Regions from separate parts of the Triticum aestivum genome. Here region 1 is linked to region 2. Evidence: chromatin contacts called from public Hi-C data. All regions are on one chromosome and are shown on one strand. Each heading gives the region's core, a stretch centred on a gene start, on an enhancer-like site or on the middle of the called end of the contact. The rest is flanking DNA. Distances are from core to core; before and after follow the strand shown.

What was found. A called contact is a pair of places that touch in the nucleus more often than the background predicts.
Region 1: a contact with region 2 is called in a Hi-C map of leaf, with 4 times the contacts expected there. The contact joins the promoter of LOC123159788 here to the promoter of LOC123159131 in region 2. A contact is called at or near these places in 2 of 5 Hi-C or Micro-C datasets (both in leaf).

What each region holds. Positions count from the first base shown.
Region 1 is chr7B:399,447,143-399,450,312 of IWGSC CS RefSeq v2.1, reverse strand. LOC123159788 reads right to left here and starts at 1,723. Exons shown (of 3, transcript XM_044577616.1): 1 at 922-1,723; 2 at 664-840. The coding sequence starts at 1,587.
Region 2 is chr7B:398,557,025-398,560,270 of IWGSC CS RefSeq v2.1, reverse strand. LOC123159131 (protein STICHEL-like 2) reads left to right here and starts at 1,382. Exons shown (of 6, transcript XM_044576956.1): 1 at 1,382-1,657; 2 at 2,264-3,246. The coding sequence starts at 2,309.

The sequences.
Region 1 (3,170 bases), core at 474-2,973, 890 kb before region 2:
GCAAGCAACTGAACTTGGAAAAATAAAACACAGGACCCTACCGCCACGGCCTCTGGCGGGGTCGCACAGACTACCGCCAACCCCCCTGGCGGTAGGGTGAACCTACCGCCAGGGCACTTTGGTATTTCGTCACAGAAAGTTTGGGAGGCAAAACCGAGCCGCACCCTACCGCCAGGGGTGCTGGCGGTAGGTTTAGACAACCTACTGTCAAGGTACCTGGCGGTAGGGTACTTATCCACGTCAGCTCGGGCAAACGGCCGCCGTCCCCTCCGTCGCATTCTACCGCCAGAGGCTCTGGCGGTAGGCTGTGTAACCCTACCGCATGTACCCCTGGCGGTAGCGAAAGGGTCAAATCTCGAATTTTTTTGCAACCAGGGTCAAATCCTGAATTTGTATACCAAAAGGGTCAAAACACGAAATTTGGCCTCTGTATGATGAGTTCATTCAATTGTCGCTGGGACCAGAAGCTGAATCTCTATTCTCTAATCAACGATTTACAAACAGATTCCCTGAGGTATAGAATCTAAACATGCTCTCTATGCCAGATTCCCATCAACGCAGTTTTGCAGTTGAGATCATTACTAATGCAGTATGTAGATCACAACCTCACTAAGGAAATTGCAACAAGTTCAGGTACGGCACGAACGCGATGCGAAAAATTACCTTCAAGCGCGGCCGCCTGACGGCATTGAGCCGGCGAACCTCGTACCGGATCCGCTTCGAGAACAGCCGGGCATGTCGCTTCTCCTTATACCGCCTCACCCTCTCCGCCCTCCCGGACACCTCCGGCGAGCTCCACGTCGCCGCCTGCGGCGGCGGCGCCACATCCACGAACACCTCCTGCAACGCACCCCGTGTCAGGATTCACGAGCGCGCATCGTCCCTCCGACTCCGAGAGGACAAAGGGGGTCGTAGGCTTACAGAATCGAGCTCCAGCTTGGGCGTGACGTGGCTCGCGGTGCCGCCGATGAAGAGGGACCCGCGGCCCGCCCAGGCGGCCAGGATCTCGTCGTAGTCCAGCTTGAGCAGCGGCGACCGCGCGGAGGCGGCGCCCGTGCTCGCGGCCGACGAGCAGGAGGATGAGGTGGTGGTCGTCGCAGTGGCCGCGCTCGGCGAAGAGGAGCTGCTCCTGCAGTACACCCACCGCTCCCTCCCCCGGAGCGCGCGCCGCGCAAGGTCCTCCTCCTTCCCGCCAGCAGTCCCCGCGGAGGCGTCCGGGGAGAGGGTGCACGACGGTGAACCCCTTTCGCCGCCGCCGGAAAAGGAGGAGGAGGACACGCCGAGGATGTCAGTGAGCGACGGCGCCGCCGCGAAGAGAGTCGAAGGCGCCTCAGGATGCAGCGTGAACGGCTCGAGCTGCTGCTGCTCGTGCCCGCATCCATCCTCCACCGCCTCCTCCGTGGACGGGGACGGCAACGCCGAGGGTGGCGGCAAGGAATCCTCCACCGACAGAGATTCAGCAGGCCTGTGGACCTCCACCGCCTTGGCGAGGTGGCGGCTGAGGCTGAGGTACTTGGTCTTCTTCTTCTTCTTCCCCTTGGCCCGGCACGAGCCCCGCCGCCGGTCGCCGCCGCCGCCGCTAGCCATGGCCTCGGAAATACTTTACTGCTACCTCAAGGTGCTCCCTGCAAAATGGGCGAGAGGCATGGGGACATGAGCACGGGAGAAGCTATTTGGAGGGAAAGCGAGGGGATCTCCCGCGGCCGCGAGCAGGGTGGCGCGGGGCCAGCAAAGGCGAGGCACTTTTTTCCCATGATCCTGCGCGGACGTGGCGAGGTTCTGCTGACATGGCTGAGTCTCATTGGCTGGCCAGATTGCGGTTGTTGCCTTTTGCTCGGGGTCCTACGGGATCTGGAAGGGTGGGGTTTTAACGGCTTCACGGGGGTTTTGTGATGAGATGGGCGTTCACATCGTCGCCGTTGCGACTTTAACACCAGTACTACGTCTTGATCTTATAATTCTTAAGCTAAGCTTCTTCTATAATCCCAAGCTGCATTGGGTCGCTACAAAAGATGATGCCGACAGGAAAAATCGCTCCTGTTTACGATGGTAGACGCAAGAACATGTTGCTGAGGCACGATTGATCAAACTTATGAACAACATAGACTGCAAAAAACTAGGGTCATCTTCAGGGGATGCACTCAAACCCGTCCTTCGTTTCAGTGGCGGAGGACAGATTTTTTTTCAAAGCTGGAGCAACTTAAAAAAAATCCTGGGAACCAAACATTTTCATTTGTTCGTGGGCAGCGCTAGTGTATCCGTTAAATAGGGCGTCCTTCGATTGTCGTTTCCCATTTGTCTAGCATACCATTTTTCACTATTTTTGTCGTATTGTACACATTTAGTTACAAATGTGGAGCCAAACGGTTTCATTTACCCATGAATATTGAGTAGAAATAGTTCAACAACTCAAAAATTCAAACATAGTCGATAAATAGACTGGGTCAAAGTTCTTTATGGCACACATTGATGTTGGAACACATCATCTAGAACCACTACTCGGCATCAGGATCCATGTTGTTAGTGTCGGCTGAGAGAGTCATGTATTAAGGGGTCCTCGGGGTACCGGCCCATGGCTTATGGGCCGCACTGATGGGCTCCTATGGAGCTGAACTATGGCGTGTGTTGATTTTTAGGGTGAACGGACGTATCCTTTGGGGTAGCTCGTTACGTATTTATATACATAGGAAGAGCCCCCGTGGTGGCGTATACAAAGAGGATACTTATTGGGGTAGAGTACTACTCTATGCCCAATACGTATATTAGAATAACTCTAATACCCCCCCTTAATCTAGACCTGGGAGAGGTTTAGATTGTGCTTAAACTCATCTAATTTTTTACACATAACATTTTTGTGAAACCATCTACAATCTGATCCTTGCGTGATATGAACCGGACATCAAGTTGCTTGCGAGCAACCCATTCTCGAACAAAACAGAAGTCTATCTCAATGTGTTTTGTACAGGCATGAAAAACTGGATTGGCAGACAGGTAGGTAGCACCAAGATTATCACACCATATGCATGGTTTCTCCTGAAGGGAAACACCAAGTTCACGAACCAGTGCTTCAACCCAAATAAGCTCAGGAGTGGCATTTACAAGGGCTTTATATTCAGCCTTTGTACTTGACCTGGACACAGTAGGGTGTTTTCTGTCACTCCAAGAAACAA
Region 2 (3,246 bases), core at 133-2,632:
CGTGCTCAGCACTGTTTGCTCCTAGACCATAGGTTGTATGGAAGCCAAACCAAGGGTCAAACCAAAAGTGGGACCTTTTCACGGATAGCTACGCACACCGTCGCTGTTAGGCTAGCCAGGCTCCTGTTTTTAATCACAGGAGCCTACTGTACTGATCTAGCATGATTAAGAACACAGGCCGGCTAAACTTCATAGTATTATTTTTCAAAGAAAAAGATAAGCACGAGGAACTGTCTGATTTGGGAGTGCTTACCCTGTAGATTCGGGCACGATGATGCGATCATATCTTAAATGGCGGGCTAATCTCATGATTAAAGCCAACATTTGTTTCAGCAGCGCAGCGAGCAGAGTCGAGACTACTAGCTCATCACCAGCGCCCTGCCTTCGTTGCCTAATCACTAGCAGTAGTAATGAAATGGTGATTAGAAAACGAGTAAACACATCGCCGCACCTAACTAACCTTGGCCCCCCTGTGTCGTATCCCCGTTAAAAGAAGAGAGAGATAAATAATACCGCGAACATGTGCTCTAGAGAAAAAGAAGGTCCCAGACATCCATTCCACCCTCCATCTCCTGGCACAAGAAACAAATGCTCAAGGTGGGTGCTGCATTGCATACAAAACAGAGAACAGTGCAACCATCACAATTCCATAACATGGGTAGGCTCCAAATCAGATGATAAACAAATCAACTACTCCTACAAAAACAAAAAAATCAGACGATGATGAGATGCCCTCGGATGGGAAAAGACGATCTTGTGCCATCATAATATACATGTCCGTCTGAAACACATAATTTCCTCTTGATTGATCTCCACAAATCTTCAGAATTGTACTCCGGATTCGGCAACCATCCGTGCGAGCGAGCGTGCGTGCAGTTGGACAAAAACAGGGGTACAAGGGCAATTGCGTGCTGTCAAACAAATAAGGAAACCCGGCGTTTCAAACGGTACTGTGATTGCCGTTTGATGTGCAATTTACGCAGGAAACAAAAACGAGGCCACGCCAGGAAAGCCAAATTTTGCTTTTGGGCGAAACAGAGTTATTCTGGCAGTAAAGGATGAGCAAAGGACGAGCAGAGCACAGAGAAGCGGTGGGGTCACGAGCCCCCGCCCCCGCCATCAGCAACAGTAAATCTGACGCCATCCTCACGCGCCCCTCGGTCGCCGACGCGTGGGCCCGGGTCCAACCTGTCATGGACTCGGCGCACGGCCACTGCCCCGTCCGTTATGATTCGGCCGTGACGGAGCCGCGCAATCCTCTCGGTAAAAGACGAGCATGCCCCTGCTGTTCACACCAATCTACGGCTGTAAAGCCACCGATGAGCGATGGCACGCAGCCCGAGGCGCGGCCGGCCTCCGATTTCCTCTACTCCAGTCTCCACCCAGGCCTCGCGGGGCTAACCATCCGTCGACTTCGGGCGAATTTACGCGCCCTGCCACTGCGCTGCCCCTCGTCTTCTTCTTGCTCCTGCGGCCCCTCCACCCCGCCTCCCTCCGCTTCGCTCGCGTTATTAATGCGGTGGCGGCGGCGGTGGTGGTAAATACCGGGAGCGAACTGGAGCGTGGCGGTGGCGGTGCCTAAAGGCTGTGCCGGTTTTCCTCTCCTCGTCGGCGGCGGCGGTGGCGGTGGCCGGCTTCGCGGTGGTAGGGACGTAGGGTAAGCTTTCTTTCGGTTCGAATCCCGACCTTCCCTCTTCTGTTCCTGCTTGGTTTCCTTCTGGTTGTTCGGTTCGCGTGTCGCCGAGATGCTCTGATTCTTCGTTTTCTTTTCCTTCTTTGAGGTGCATTCCTCTATGGGGAATTGCGCTCCCGTCTCCCTTTTTTAAATCCCCCCGCTGCCAGGTTTTTCTTCCAAGAACCTCAATTCCCAGGTTGTTTTTTCTCTCCTCTTGTTTTCTCTTCTCAGATGCGTTCTGCATTTACGATTTTGTTTCTTCTTCTTTGCGAGTTCTCTCTCTCTTTTTTTTTACCAGTGCAAGATTGATTTGCTCAAAACCGTACACCCAATTTCTATCCTTTTCTGCTCCCAAGATTGATTGTCTGCGCGGTAAATGCTGTTAGGGTAAATCGCAGCGGGAGGGAGTCTGTTTCCTGAAAAATCGCGGTCCACGGCCTGCATTTCCTGTTACCAAATATCTAAAAATAGATGGAAATTTTAGATGGGGAATCTGCTTCATGTTTCAAAATTTCGTGTTAGCGTGCAATGCATGTGCTTTCCTTGTCACAAGTCAACATTGTTCCTAAAGACTCGTCAGCATTGCAGGATTCAGCTGTCTGCAGTCTTATCAGCCTGCGGAAGCTTTGCAAGATGATTGAGGGGAGGAGGCATTCGGTTGATATCCCGATTTCGAGGGCTCTGGTCGCTGTCATGAGGTCCAGATCTCTGAGGGACCCAGACACCAACTCGCTGGCCAAGTTCTCGGCCAAGAAGACCATCTGGGAGGGGTGTTCCCTCGAGGAAGATGACGTGGAGGCAAGCAATTACGGCAGGCACAGCTTCAGCTACAACATGTATGATCATGTCCAGAGGAGGAGGGAGGAGTTTGGCGGCCGCCTCGCCAACTCTCCGATCAACATAATCAAGGCCAACGCGCGGGTGAAGGCGGCGCTTCATAACCAGAACTGCTGCTCTGCGATCCCCGGGATGTCGAGAGCTGCCAAGGACAGGGCTTTCTCTCTGGTGATTGAAGGGGAAGAGCTCGGCCGGAGTGAGCCCCAGGAAGGCGCAAGAAGCTTGCTCCAGAAGTACCGGCCAAAGTCTTTCTCTGAGCTGGCTGGACAGAATGTTGTTGCACAGTCTCTTTCAAACGCTGTTTCTCAAGGAAAGCTTGCTCCAATCTATCTCCTCCACGGCCCGCACGGCATTGGCAAGACATCCGCGGCTAGGGTATTTGCAGCGGCGCTGAATTGCCTCTCTCCAGGTGGGAACCAACCTTGTGGGCACTGCGAGGAATGCGTGGCCATATTCTCAGGAAACAGCAACAGTGTGGTAGAGGTTGATGCTTCCAAACTGGATTGCAAATCTAGAGTTGCTGTCTTGCTCAGGAATGCCTGTGAAATTCCTGCTTCTTCGCACTTCAAGGTACTTATTGTAGATGATTGCCAACATATGGATAAGGAGGGATGGTACTCCATCTACAGTAGCCTTGAAGGGATCCCTGCAAGCTCAATATTTGTCATGATAACATCCGACATCGATAAACTACCAAGCAACTCCGCTGGATGGTGCCAGAGCTATAGGTTTTG